Linked DNA regions of Rattus norvegicus: region 1 is linked to region 2. Evidence: chromatin contacts called from public Hi-C data. All regions are on one chromosome and are shown on one strand. Each heading gives the region's core, a stretch centred on a gene start, on an enhancer-like site or on the middle of the called end of the contact. The rest is flanking DNA. Distances are from core to core; before and after follow the strand shown. Region 1 has its middle 83 kb from the start of Cpeb4. Region 2 overlaps Cpeb4 (cytoplasmic polyadenylation element binding protein 4).

Region 1 (7,251 bases), core at 1,023-3,522, 150 kb before region 2:
TGACGAGCAGCTGAGACACCCAGCCTTGTGGTCGGAACAACTATTGAGTTCTTGGACTTTCCTTTGGGAAATAGCCATTGTTGGAATAGTAGGACTGTAACCCAGAAGCCATTCTAACAAAACCTCTGTGTGTGTGTGTGTGTGTGTGTGTGTGTGTGTATTATAGATTGAACCTATCAGTTCTGTACCTCTAGAGAAGCTAATACAGTAGGCTCCGTCCATAAGTGATAGGGTGGATCCCAGAGCTTCCATTTTGGCCCCAAAGCCCACACTCAGTCAGCACATTATATGTAATGCCTTCCAAGTCACATTCCCCAAGGGCAAATGCCTGTATCACTTGAGCAGGTATGTACTGTGTATCTTCGGTGCCAGACACACCGTCCTTCCTTCAGTCAACTGCAACTGGGAGCTACAGACCCAGATCTGCCCTTCCCCAAGTGGGAAGGTCACCCCACAGCTCTAAGGGCTTTGGCTGAACCCTGAGTTCGGGCTGGGTCAGCCTCTAGTCTAGACCCTCTTTGCTTGTCTCTACTTTATCCAAACTCAATTTCTTTAGTTTCTATGCAGTCGAACACCTCCAGATTGTGTGGCTGAGATAATGGGGTTCTAGTAAAGTTAGTGGGAGATGATACAGTGAGAAGCCGAGCTGATTTGAAGCCCCTTAGAAATGGACCTGCTTTCTGCTGTTGTGCTGTTCGTTTTGCTTAGTTTGTTTGGGCACTGCTGTCTGGTGAGTTCAGTTTTAAAGTTGATATCTAAAGTCGATAACTTAAACGACATAATCTTGTTATATATTTTATGAACATAGCATGATAATCCAGCACATGTACACAAAGTGCAGTGAAACTAAAAAGCTCGACCCCATCACAGCAGAGGGTAGAGTAGGGGTGTGGTGATGGCCTCTCTCCCCAAGAATGCCGGAAGAGACAACTGAGAGGAGGAAGCCTGCGGGCGGGGAAGAAGGACTTACTTTATTCATGGTTTCGGTTCACCATTGTGGGAAGACACCGTACAGCAAAGTGGTTTACATCATCGCTTAAGTCATGGTAACGTGGCCTGCCTCTTCCAGCAAGACTCTGCTTTATACCTTCCCATTCACTCCCCAGGGACCCACCCTGAGTAACAGCAGATCTGACGATTGCTAATATTATCTATGTGTACATGTAGAATTATGTGTACATGTATTTAAAAGTAGCAACAATTAAAGAAAGGAGACTATGAATTCGGAACTGTGGGTGCATGGGAGGGGTGAGATGGAGGGGTTAGCATCCGTGTGTGTGTGTGTGTGTGTGTGTGTGTGTGTGTAACCTCACCAACTACATTGCTCCCACACCAGTTTCAGACCTCCCTGGGAGCTTTGCCTAATGCTCACTTGAGAAAAAAGATGACTGGCTGGTCCCATGTAATGACCACACTAACCAACCTACGAGGGAGATGTCCTGGTATCCCTAGGCTACTAAGACCACCACTCACTGGCTACGTCCTGTGTGCCAGCTCTGTGGGAGCAAGAGGGTTTTCTGCAGAACTTATTTAACCCCTTTACTTTTGTAAATTATATGTATGTGGGTGTCGGTGTTGGGGGGGCATGCTCATGAGTGGAGATTCTGTCAGAGGCCTGAGGTGTCAGATGCCCTGGAGTTGCAGTTGCAGGTGGCTGTGATCTTCGTGAGGCTAGGTGCTGGGAATCGAGTCAGGTCCTCTGCAAACGCATTGCTTGCTCTGAGAGGCGGAACTGGCTCTCAGCTCTCCCATCATGCTATCTTGAGGAGACAAGGATACTTATCTCTGAAGGAAAACAGAGTCAGGATGTTGAGGAAACAGCCCAAGGGGAGAACAAGCCATTCTCCTATCCCACAAACACTTTTTTAAAAACACTGAACCTGGTCCACTCTCTGCTTGAATGACAGAAGAACAGCATTTTACTACTTTTTCTACGCTGGGAGAGACAAATTAGGAGCTGGGGTTTGAACAGAATCCGCTCACATCTAAACAGTAACAGTTCCCCTTTGTATAAAAGGAGGTGGCTCCGCCTTCTCACGAATCCAGTCCGAGCCTTTGAGGGTTGAACTTTAAGGCCTTGTGGATCATTAGATCAAGGATTATTAGAGACTCCAACCTCCCAGTGTTACGGCACAGGGACAGTTTCTATTTCTGGTGCCCATTGCCATCTCCAGGGAAAAGCCTCTCAGCTGCTCCGGACTCACAGTGTTCTTGTTTTCCTCCAGACCCTGTGACTCAGCACACAGCTCCAGATGGCTTCCTGCATGGCCAGCCCCGTTAGCTGGGCACCAATCACAAGGAAGCCGTCACAGCCCTCCTGGCGCGGCTCTCCACTGGACGGCCTTGCAGCATACCATTTGCAAAGGATGCTCTCACCCCATTCTGACCTCTCTGGCGTTCATATGCTCTGCACTCTGAGGGTGAGATCTCAGGAATCACATCCCCCCCCCCCCCGTGGACCAGTGAGATGGGGAAGGGTGTTTGTGGCGCCTCACTGACCCTGTGTGGGACACTCATCACCTACCTCTGAATCTTGCAGAGTTAGAGCTTCCGGATAAAACAAACACAGAATACCTCGGTATTTCGGAATTTCAGACAATTTGTTTTTTATTTTTTCGTTTATTATTATAAGTATATCACAAATACTGCATTAAAATCTAGTCGGGTGCCCTGTAACTTTCCTCATTAAATAAATAACCGTTCCAGCATGCTGAGCATGGAGCAAGGAGACCGGTGTGCTTTTCCCTCCACTGAGTCCCTATACTTAGTAGCGTCTTTGCCATCAGATGCTCATAGTACCTGTGACAATCACACAGTCTGGCAGTGGGTGTGGCAGAGCATGAGCCATCCCAGTCAGGGAGCAGGGCTCTTGGGCCTTTTGTCTGTCGCTTCGACTTTAAGATGCCCCAACATTCGCATGCTGCTGGCTGCCTGGCACCTGTGTAGACCAAGCCTCCTTGTGATTATTCATTTCCCATGGAGAAATAAGAGATGTCGCTTGTTAGTGGGATTGCGTGGCACATTAAGCTGTGATGTGTTCCTTGACGCCTGCTTGACATGAGAAAACCACGAGGGACAGTTGACCTGCTATTCATGTCCCGCCACATTCCCCTTTTGGATTTGAATGTCTCTACCAAAATTTGAAATCTTTAAGGGGAGGGATTCAGGTCCATTTTGTTCTCTAGGACTCGGGATCATGCCTGGCCCCCTGAAAGGTGGAACATTGAATCAACTGAAACCAGTCCCATCAACAACATAAGCAAAAATAATGCGTGCCAGGCACAGTGGCTCAACCTCTGATCCCAGCACTTGGGGGCAGGAAGGCCATGACTGCCAGACTCACATGCAGATAATTGCCTGCAAGTTGGCCTGTCTAGGAGACCTTGTTCATCCATAAATAAATATACATTCACAATCTCTATCAAGGGAAACTTTCTGGAGCTCATTGACTTCCCTTCCTTGCTGAATCCCAGTCATAACCCTGTTTGGTTTTACAGTAATTTATACCAAACCCAAGCAGGACTTCCATTAGCTACTACAAGTCACGAATGCTCAGTGGTCAGAGCCCAGGGCTGACGTGGCTTCGACTGCTCCCTCCCAAACTCTCCACAGAGCCGAGGCTGTGCTTTTTGTTTTTAACACATTTTCAGCGGCTCTGGGATTCCTCAGTGTTCTGCTGCTATGATGCAATACCCAAGACTGAGTAAGTTATAATGTCCATCTAGCGAGTTCTTTGAGAGGCTGAAAGCATAATGGCACATCACCAGCTCTGGTGAGCGCTCCCACCCCTGCTACCTTCTTTACCTTGTGGGACCTGGTGTCACAGCTGCAGGAAAGCCTACGAGGAAGAGCAAGCCATGAAGGCAGAGAGGGACTCTTGAGAATCAACTTGCTCACACAAGAATAACTTCAACCCCTTCCAGAATGTTCTGTCCCTAGTGACCTCCCACAGGGTCCCACCACTCAGCTTGTGAACCAAATCCCCAAGACATGAAGTCCTGGAGGACAAACCACATCAAACTCCAGTGGGCCACAAGGCCCAGATGACTACCCCATTCTCAGTGAGGGTGTGGAGTCTGTGGTGAGGGCATCACCAACAGGAGTTGCAGTCAGGCTTCTGGAATGTCTTAGCACCCAGAAAAACCTTGGAGTTCTCCTGCGCTCACCTGCTGGCAGCTTTGGAGGGCCTGGTGTATCAGTTCTGAAGGCTGGGAAGTCTGAGAGCCTGTCGACGGCCTCTCTCTGTCTCCAAGCTGATTGATACATGGTAGAAGGCAGTGTGGAAAGCAAACTCATGCATAAGAGGGAAAAACAAAACAAACAAGCAAATGAACAACAACAATAAAATCACATGGGGGGAAAGATACAATTTCTAACACGCCTCTCCAGGGAGACCAAAACTAGTCCACAGCACTTGGGAGGCAGAGGCAGGAGGCTTTCCTGAGCTAAGTAACAAGATTCTGCCTCACACAAAAGCAAATAGACTCAAAGGAAAGCAAGCAAAGGAACCCTAGAACAACACTGGTTCCATTTCCGTAGGAACGGTACCATGACCTAAGCCACTCCCATTAGGCTCTGACCCCTACTCTGTCACAGCCGGGACTGAGATTCCCAAATTGAACTTTTGGAAGGAAGATCATCAAACCCTAGCAGCAGTTCTCTCATTCCCACCTCAGGGAAAACGTGTTCACGAACACCATTTTTGCCAGCATCAGGATACCTAACTTGCCTGGATGGGGAAATCCGTGTGTGAGGAAGGCATCCTCTCCAGAGGTCTCACGGGCACTACTGTCCTTGTTTATGAGGCATCGTGGGACGGTCCCACACATGTTGAAAACAGGGAGTCATCCTTGTTGAATCCTTAGCTTATTCATGACTTCAAACATTTATCATGAGAGCATTTGAAAGCCTCTCCCCCCACCAGCTATTTTGAAATGCACAGTATGCCACTGCTAACTATAGACGTGTACTTTTAAAGCACTGTGAAATGCGTGCTTCTTTTTTCTTTTTTCTTTTTTCTTTTTTCTTTTTTCTTTTTTCTTTTTGGTTCTTTTTTTCGGAGCTGGAGATCGAACCCAGGGCCTTGCACTTCCTAGGCAAGCGCTCTACCACTGAGCTAAATCCCCAACCCCCTTCTTTTTCTTTATTAAAGTGGCAAGAAGGAGAAACAAGGAAATGGAGGATCCTAGTTTCATGACACCAACAGGGACTAACTCCCAGCCCTGAAAGCGGCCGGCCGACGCTTCTCTGGCGTCCTGCGCAAGACACAGGTAGAACGTGGCATGCCAGCTATGAGTCAGGCACTGTTCTCCTGGAGCCCACACTTTTCCGGCCAGATCTCACCTTGATGGACTTCCTCTCCTCCCACTCTCGTGCCCTAGCCTCTTAGCTGCTCTTACTTTTTACTTCTAAAGAGCTGTCTAAGTCTTCCTCAGGAGCTGAAGACAGCCTTTTTAATTGCTTACAGGTTAGCCCCTGTTTGCCTGCAGAGAGGCAGACACCAGGGGAGAAAGGAGTCCCCTTAATGCATAGAAAGAGCTCAATAAATATTCCCTGTCAAATAAGCATCACATGACTTCTCTCGGGGAAGAGAAAGTCCAGGCTACTCAAAGGGCACCCCAGGTAATTCCTGAGCCCTGGCTTGTATCCAGCACCCCAGTCAGCACTTCTGCCCCTGGTGCCCTCCGACGAGCCTGACACTGAGTTCTCCCACACGCATCAGGACAAACTCTAAGCCTGAAACTCTTGAGACACAGTGACCCCCTCTTTCCATGAAGATAATTCTAAGACCCTGCTGGAGGAACCTGCAGGCAGGACCCAGGCTGCTCCTGACAGACCTCCAGTGAAGCGACAGCCAATAACAAAGCAGGATCCTTGTAGCAATGTGCTGTCACGCAGTAAAACTTAACACTCGTTTGTCTCTGGGAATTTTTATTTGTTGAATACTTTCATAACAGAGAATGGAAGTGGGAAGAGGGCTCTGATGTACAGAGGATGAGCAAATAAGATGAATGAAAGCCTAGGCACCGGGCAGAACATACACAGACCCTGGCCAGCTGTTACAGTGCATTCTGGCTTTGTGAAAGGGGGCGGGGGATGGCTTTGAGAGCATCTGCTCTCCATAGCAAACTCTTACTCATCCCTTAACGCCTAGTTGTAGTGTCACCTCCTCCAGGAAGTAACTTCAAGTCCCTGGGCTGGAGCCAGCCTGATCCCTGGACTCCAAGGTTCAGTGTGAGGCAAGACTTGGTTTTATTGGTTTGACTGCTGACCTACCCCTTAGTTAGCTGTTCCTGCTCTAACAGCTCTGTCTTCCCTGCACATTCAGTCCCCCACCCCCACCCCTCTGCAAGCATTTCTTCATTTTTTTTTTCTCTTTCTTGGTTCTTTTTTTTTCTGAGCTGGGGACCGAACCCAGGGCCTTGCGCTTCCTAGGCAAGCGCTCTACCACTGAGCTAAATCCCCAACCCCGCATTTCTTCATTTTGTTTTGAATTAACCCTTCTGCTTTCAAGGAGAGCCTTGACCCAAGAAGCAGCAACTTCCCCTAGCTAGCCAGAAACACTTATGTGAAGGCTCGTGAAGATTGCTTTTCTGTTTTTTTTTTTTTTTTTTTTTCTGTTTTAAGCCCTGTCTTCCCTACCAATACTCTTCCTCATGTCCCCTCTCCGCACACTGCAGCCCTCTTCCCCTCAGCCAGAGATGATGCTCCCACCCTCTCGTCCTATAGACATTGACATACTCTTTGCAGCCCAGTTACCATGTTTCGTCCTCAGTATGACCCCCAGACCTTTTTCCTGCACCTTAATGGAAAGCAGAATGTTCCTACAATGCTCCCCATTTCTCTGGCTATGCAGAGTCCCGTGAGTTCTGGAGGTACACCAGGGATTCACTGGACAAGGCTGCGCTCAGTCTCTCCGTGTCCTTCCAGCAACTGGGCCTAGGGCATGCCACACCAGAATCCACACAGGGGACTACTGTCTGGGATGCTGGGGACCCAGGTGAGGGCTAGGGCAGCAGGTACCCTTCCTGGAAACGGCATTGTGGTTTCCTCTGGGGTATCACTGCCATGCTCCTGCCCATCCATCTACTTTGAGTGGACTAACCAGGATATCAGAAAGGTCCACTGGCCCAAGGCAACCTAATCAGATGGTTGTCCCGCCCTCGAGAGGCCCAGCCATGGTTACTGTCTGAGCATGACTATTGGGAGCACAGCCACCATGTTAGCCAGGAGCATGGACAGGAAAAGACA
Region 2 (7,122 bases), core at 4,146-6,645:
TTTTCACATTGCCATTATGTTGCATGCAAGTTTGAATTCTCTTGTTTTGCTGGAGGCCAAGAGGATCCAAACTTGCTGTAGCATTTTCTTAGAGGAGAGAAATATTAACAGAGAAATGAGACAATATTTTTGGGGTTTTAATTGCTGGTAATGATATAAGAAAACTTTACTGCGATAACCACCAACAGTAACACTATTGTCTGTTCTGACACAGTCTCCCCAGGGAAGGGCTCTTGTTTCTTTTCTTTCATTCCTTCTCTCTTTCTCTCTCTTCTGTCCCTTTCTATTCTGTAACAGCAGTGGAGGAAGTTAGCAGTTATTAACAGGAAAGAGTATGTCAGAGCGAGCGAATGCATGAGTAAGACTGAGCAGCGTAACCGTCAGAGCTTTGAGGCCGAGTATAGCTTGACCATGCCTCAAATGCCTTCATACATCAGAAAAAATAAAGTAGGCCAGCTGAGTTTATTTTCTTTGACATAATTGTTAAAATTCCGAATGTAAGAATTGGGTGACTTTACTACTGAGGGGAGTGTGCTTATTTATTTAACTGACTTCCTAATCACAGCCCCAGGAAACCTACCAAAGCTAGAATTAATGATGTCTGGTGGGAAAACAGAAGAACAAATACATAAATTTTATTTTTGTTGTTATATATAAACTCTATATCCTAATTTACTAACAGTCATCAGGTGTCAGCCTTTGCTCTCCATTTTGACATTAAAAACAACACATGTAGACATACCTCAAGGATATCGTTTTTGACTTCGTGTTACACTACACTTGTAGCCAAAACTGGAAGATTCAAAACAACATACAGACCAGCTGCCCATTGGCCTCGTTTTCCATTTGAAGTTACTTTGGAATCCTGTAATTTAGTTGTAACATAGAAAATGTGGGGGGGAAAGGTTAAAAAAAAAAGTCAAGTAGTTGCAAAGTGTTTTGCACTGTTGAACTAAGTAATTGTGTAAATCTGTGCAAAAGTCCGTATGTTTATCTTGCTCTTCCTATAAGGTACAATAACATACACTTTCCGAACTTAGCATGGGACATAGTGTTTGAAGTGCCAACTTCATCAAGTAATGCATGCTTATTATAAAGACAACCCTAGCTTTGAAAGATGTTCTTATGTCTGAACAGTCTGCTTCGGGGGCTAATGTAAAGCCGTCTCTTGAAGCCCTGGTCATGGAAGTGACTTTTGGTTTAATTGACATTCTCTTCGTAATGCCCTACCGTAGTTCAAAGGATTACATCAGTGTGCAAAGCATTCACAGTGAGCAACAGTCTAAGTGCAGTCTTGCTAGCTGTGCTGCCTAACAGTACCATCCTGGATCCTTCAGAACCAAAGACTTGCCCGCAGTGCTGTCTGCAGGAAAAGCAGCCCTTGATTCTTAACACAGGCTTGAATGAGCTACACCCGTTACGTTCCAAAGGTCAAAATGGGGGAGGCACTTGCTGTCTAAGAGTCCAACAAAGAAAGAGGGAGCACTGTTCGCAGGAGCACCCTGCTAACAGAACAGCGAAGCAGCTGGGGTGGAGGCGCTGTCTCTCTCGTAGCTGGTCAGGGACGTTTCTTCCTTTCTCCTGAACTACGCGATTCTAATTGGAATGTTCATTTGCCTCTTTCTTCCTTTAATGCTTGTAGGTGGCTTGGGGTGTGCTATCGTGCTGTTCCTACTCAGTAAACAGGTGTGATGAGTTAACAAGAAATATCACTGCTTGAGGACTAGCTTTGAATAATACTTTTCCCTTTGTACATGACCTGCTGAATTTCGGTACAGTGTTTTGTAGCTGACTTATTTTGTCATGCACATGATGTATATTTGTTATGCACTACCTTTGTATATCTTGTTTTTCCAACAGTGAACATTTTTAGGCACACTTTTCACTGACGGGATATCTCTTTATGCAATACCTCAATTTTTCATATTGCAAAGAGTAGCTTTTTGTACTTTTATTACTGAGAGATCTTCATATACTTCATTTTTTAATATAAATAATTTTAATAAATTTTATTTTCTTATATTCTGCTTTTTATACATTTCAGTGCTCTGCATACATTTTAAATTATGAATGTTGTGCACTGGCAATGCTATTTTAGAGTCTGCAGAGAAGAGAAAGCATGTTGCTTAAACATCCTTCCCCAGCACCAGCTACTGGTGTACCTATAATTTAAGAAATAGTCTATGTAAAGTCACAAATTAATGGAAAAAATTCGCATGAAAATGACAAGATAACACTGTAGTTCCTCAAAAAGAGATTAACTGCATAACCATAGGATAGAAATTTAAAACCACAAAATTGTCTACAGCTTCTTACTAAGTTTTTTAAATTATTCATAAAATGCAGACATTTTGGGTGAATGTTTAATCATTTTTAATCTTAATTAATTGATGTTACCTGTTTGATTCAGAGATGTCTGCTCTTTTAAATTCTATATAATAAAACGAGATCGCCTGGCACAGGACAGGTGTGTAATGTTAGTATGCATGACTAATGTAAGAAATTGTTATTCTGCTAATATTTCCTTGTGATTGTGTGACAAGCGTGTTTACAGATGATTGGTTCACTTCTTTACAGGGCATAAACAATGATTATCTATTACTCTGAACTTTATGATTACATGTCCTTCAGATTACATGGGATTGTAGTTGGGAGTTACCATGTAACTCAAACATTATTAACATGTAATTAGTTTACAGGTTTTAGGGTATCACTTCAATTTACCAAGCATGTAGTTCTAGCGCACTAGCATGGCACCAGCCATGTATTTACAATGTAGTTACAGAGTAATTACATGGTTATTTTTGCAATGTAAAATAAAGTGTTTCTGATTATTTTCTATGTAAAGGACCCCCCACCCCATCCCCATCCCCTGGCTTTGGTATAATATATTTACTTCTCCATACACAGACCTCTGCAGAATGCAAAATAAAACTTGCAGTGAATGAACTTAGCATTTTATGAGAGTGCTGTTGGAAAGACTTGATAATTCACCCCTTTTGTTTTGAAGAGTCGAATCTTCTGTTAAAAGGTGATTTAAAACTTGAATGTGATGAATTGTGGCGAGCTCACTCCAGTTATGTGCAATACTTATCTCACACTTTGGAAGATCTTTGCAGTGTAATTCTTTGTTTTTAATTGCAGACATTAAAAAATGTCATTTTCTACTGTTAAGAGTAATCCTCTTTCTTGCTGGTGTTTCTAAAGAAAAGAATCAGAAATCAATCTTTCTACTAATGTAAATTTGAGATTATTTTTAAAAATGGAATAAAAGAGGTTTTGGTCATTTGCTTTATTTTATTATCTTATTTTAAAGCTACTGTGATTGATAGCATTGTAAGAATTGGGACAATATTGTATTCAACTGTTTTATTTTTTATATTTTTAAAATTTAAAGTATAATTAGTTTTTATAATTTCATCAGATTTTTGTTATATTTTTTGGAAGTGAAACTTTTAGCAAGTGGGTGTCTGGTTTTTACTGCTCCCTAATTTCCCAGTGTATTGCTCACACTATCAGAAGGCAGCGTTATTTAAGTGTGTCAGTTAATTGTACTACTTGGCTGAATTTCCATATAGTTTTTACTGTGTATGGGGAGGTTGTAGTATTTATTCTAGCATTTTAAATAAGGGTAATTCATTTTTTTATTAAAGTCATTTTCACCTTAAGTTCCTATTTTTGTATGTTCTACTCTTAAGTTATATAACACAGTTCCTTTTTTAAAAGAGTTCATTTGTTGAAGTGCTAGTGGAAAATTAATGTTATTAAATAGTTTGCAAATGACTATTTATACCAGTATGCATATAATTTTTAAATATTTGTAATGTGAGATGTTGAATGAATAAAACTTTTAACTCAGATTTCTTTCACTATACTTATTTCTTCTTAGCATAAGTAGACTCCCTCGTTGGGATTATAACATTTTTAAAACACTAGGAATGTCCTGTTGGGCCCTGCCAAACAAACCAGTGTGAAAAAGAATTTAGTCATGTGATGCTCGTGGCAGGCATCCCTGGCTTCCGGAAGTTGAAGTTGTAAGAGCTGTCGGTTGTAAGAGTGTCTTTGGCCTTGCTGTCTCTTCTTGTGCTGTTGTATGGTGTGTGGTGTCTGGGGGTGGGCTGTGTCAGCCTGCAATCTAAGTGTTCTTTCTCCCTCTTCTCCCTCCTGGAGATTAAGCCCAGCACCTCCCACACAATACGCACATGCGCTGCCACTGACCCTCATCCCTGGTGTCAAAACAAGTCTCCTTTGTCTTTGAACTCTGAGTTCTTTGAGAGACTGATGGTCTCTGGGTTATAATCCCACAGCTCAGGAGCTGCACGTGCTGGCTTTTATCTGGTCCATGGCTCATGTAGACTACCGAGTGTTGTAATGCATTAATATTTATATTTTAAGGTACATTTAAGTTTTCAATGATAAATTACAGCAAAGCATACCCCGAGGACGCCCTGTTTAGGAAGTAAGGTATCTGTACTTTCTTCCCATGATGCACTGTCCTCAAGAGCAGGAAGGCAGGAGACAAATGGACTGCAAGATGTTTTCCTCCTCAGTTTTTTTCCCCAGCATGGAAGCCAGCCTCTGGAAGTGGTGGGGAGTGGGCGAGACAGCGTATTTTTGCCCCAGGAATTCTAGGTTGCAGGAGCTTCAGCTTCTCTTAGCTGGCAGTTTCTAAGACTTGCCTTCACAGTTTACTGAAACCGCCCTGGGAAGCTCAGGCTCCCATCAGTCACTGTCAGAGCTGTCTCCGTTGTCCATCCATATGTGCCAGGTTCCAGGTTTGCATCTAAACCCTGTCACGACAGTCTGTCTCCTTAGTCCCATCCTCAGTCCCCACTTAGAGGACTAGAAATGAGAAGCTGCTTTGTAGCTGTTTGAATTCGCTTCTACTGACTGGGAGCAGCACGTACAACTGCCACAGACACAAACATCCCTCCGCGTAAGCCACTGGCTTTGAATCTGCCATCCTGGGTATGCTGCCCGCCTTTCTGATCATATTACCTCCTTAAAAGTTACCCTCGGAGAATTCCCTCAGTATCCCCCCTCCCCCCGCTCATAATCCCAAGGATGGGAGCCCCTGAATTTGGAAAACCCAAGAATTTGAAATTTATCCAGCCATCCCAGGTCTCTTATTAGAGAACATTCTGTTTTGACAAGCCTCGGATCTTCTCTAGATATTTAAGTCCAGACTTTACTCTAGTCCAATTGGGCATTACCACTGGCCGTCGGGGAATGTGTCCTACTGTAGTCGCCTAAGGTGACAGAATTACAAAAGGACAACTTGTCTCACGGAAGTTGGAAATGAACATCAGCATCAATGATGCAGCCCAAGCCAGGCACCATGTGCTGTGCTGCAGTCTCTGATTGGGCGTCCGGGAGAGATGATGTGGGCAGATGGAGCGTGGGGGCAGGGAACTGGGGACACAGATGCTGGGATCTCAGCTCGAGCCTGCTTTATCCTCTGCCTTCTATTTCAGGAACCAGAGCCTTGGTGCCATACACATGTCTGTGCGATCAAGCAAATGTCACCATTTTAAAGAGATTATTTTCAGCTCTTCTCCCACACCTCTGTGACATCAAAGAGAGAGGAGAAAAGAACCAGGCAGCCCTAGAAATGATTCCCTAGAATCCTCCAAAGGCAACAAGGCATCCGAGCGTGTTCTGAAATAAGTTGCCCGTAAAGGAGGCTAAGAAGGGGGCAGGGAGGGATCAGTCATTTAAGTGTGTGAGGTGTGGCATATGTGACTTAGGTAGCACCCAGCAAAGACCTGATACGAAGGGGTCACCTGAAGCTATGTCTCACGTCATCAGCTGTTGAAAGATGCAATGACGGTGACATCGGGCAGGATGGGGAAAGTGGAGCAGCCTTAATTACCGTTTGTCTCTCAGCAGTCCTGACTCCACAGTGACCAGAAGATTTGGTTCTGGGAAAGAAATCAGGCATGGCCAAGCACCTGTGCCCCTCAGTGAGACTCTGCCCTCAGAAGGCACTGGACAGGATGTTTGAGTGTCTTGTGGGAAGGCAGAGTCTAGGCAATCCTACATCACAGCTACAACACAGTAAAGCCCAGGTTTCCATTCCCGTCTGTCAGGCCCCCCTTGCTTCCCCTGTAGTCCTCAGAACCCTCGCTGCCACTGAAGCAAGGCTAATAAAATTGGGCTGGGCAAAGGACCGCGCATGTCTCTAATCCCAGCATCCAGGAGGTGGAAGCAGGTCAACCTCGAGTTTGAGGCCAGCCTGGTCTACAGAGAGAGTTCCAGGACAGGCAGGACTACACGAAGAAAACCTGTCTCAAATAAATAAATAAATAAATAAATAAATAAATAAATAAATAAATAAATAAATAGGATTTTGTTTTGTTCTGCATGAAAGATTTGGAATTTTTTTTTTTTTTCTGGAGCTGAGAACCAAACCCAGGGCCTTGCGCTTACTAGGCAAGCACTCTACCACTGAGCTAAATCCCCAACCCCCAAGATTTGGAATTTTTAAAAAGTGCCAAGTTCCTCAAATTCAGTAAAATATTTTTATTAATAAAAAAAAAAGAAACAACAGGCCATGTAAGTGAGAGTACTCAAAAGCGTAAGTTATTGGGGGGGGGGGATTCATTTATGGGGTTTGGTTACTAAGGGTATTTGAGGGGGATTTTCTGTGTTGATTACTGCATTCTGGCATAAGCATTTTTCTATTTTTTGCTTGTACCTTCCCACAATGCATGTTTGTTTATTTATATATTACATCCTGACAGCCATTTCCCCTCATTTTTTCCCAGTGCCTCCTCCCCCCCGTCCCCCAGATCCCCTCCTCCTCCCAAGTCCCTTCTGAAAAGGGAAGGCCTCCCGGGGACATTAGCCAAGCATGGTATAGCAAGCTATAGAAAGGCTGGGCACACTCCCTCACATCAAGGCTGGATGGCACAGTCCAGCAGGAGGAAAGGGTCCTACAGCAGGCAAAAGAGCCAGAGTCAGCCCCTGCTTTCACGGATGGGAGTCCCGCAGGAAGACCAGGCTACACGACCATCCGTATGTCCAGATGACCTAGGTCAGACCTATACAGGTTCTCTGAGTCCCTGTGAGCCCTAGTTGGTTGATTCTGTGGGCTGTGTTTTGTGGTTTTAACCCCTGTGG

Evidence for each region. Hi-C and Micro-C count contacts between places; a contact is called where the count stands out from the background.
Region 1: a Hi-C map of prefrontal cortex shows a contact between it and region 2, with 2.7 times the contacts expected there. The contact joins two enhancer-like sites. A contact is called at or near these places in 2 of 12 Hi-C or Micro-C datasets (frontal cortex and prefrontal cortex).

The regions. Positions count from the first base shown.
Region 1 is chr10:16,363,367-16,370,617 of GRCr8, reverse strand. No RefSeq gene overlaps it. Among named protein-coding and RNA genes, the nearest start is that of Cpeb4, 83 kb to the right of the region's middle. Within about 2 kb of position 2,272, at least 71 of the 93 cell types and tissues checked have an H3K27ac peak or open chromatin away from gene starts, as enhancers often do. A contact at or near this core is called in prefrontal cortex, where this site is marked.
Region 2 is chr10:16,219,009-16,226,130 of GRCr8, reverse strand. It overlaps Cpeb4 (cytoplasmic polyadenylation element binding protein 4), which reads left to right. Exons shown (of 9, transcript NM_001106992.1): 9 at 1-459. Among named protein-coding and RNA genes, the nearest start is that of C10h5orf47, 24 kb to the right of the region's middle. Within about 2 kb of position 5,395, at least 34 of the 93 cell types and tissues checked have an H3K27ac peak or open chromatin away from gene starts, as enhancers often do. A contact at or near this core is called in prefrontal cortex, where this site is marked.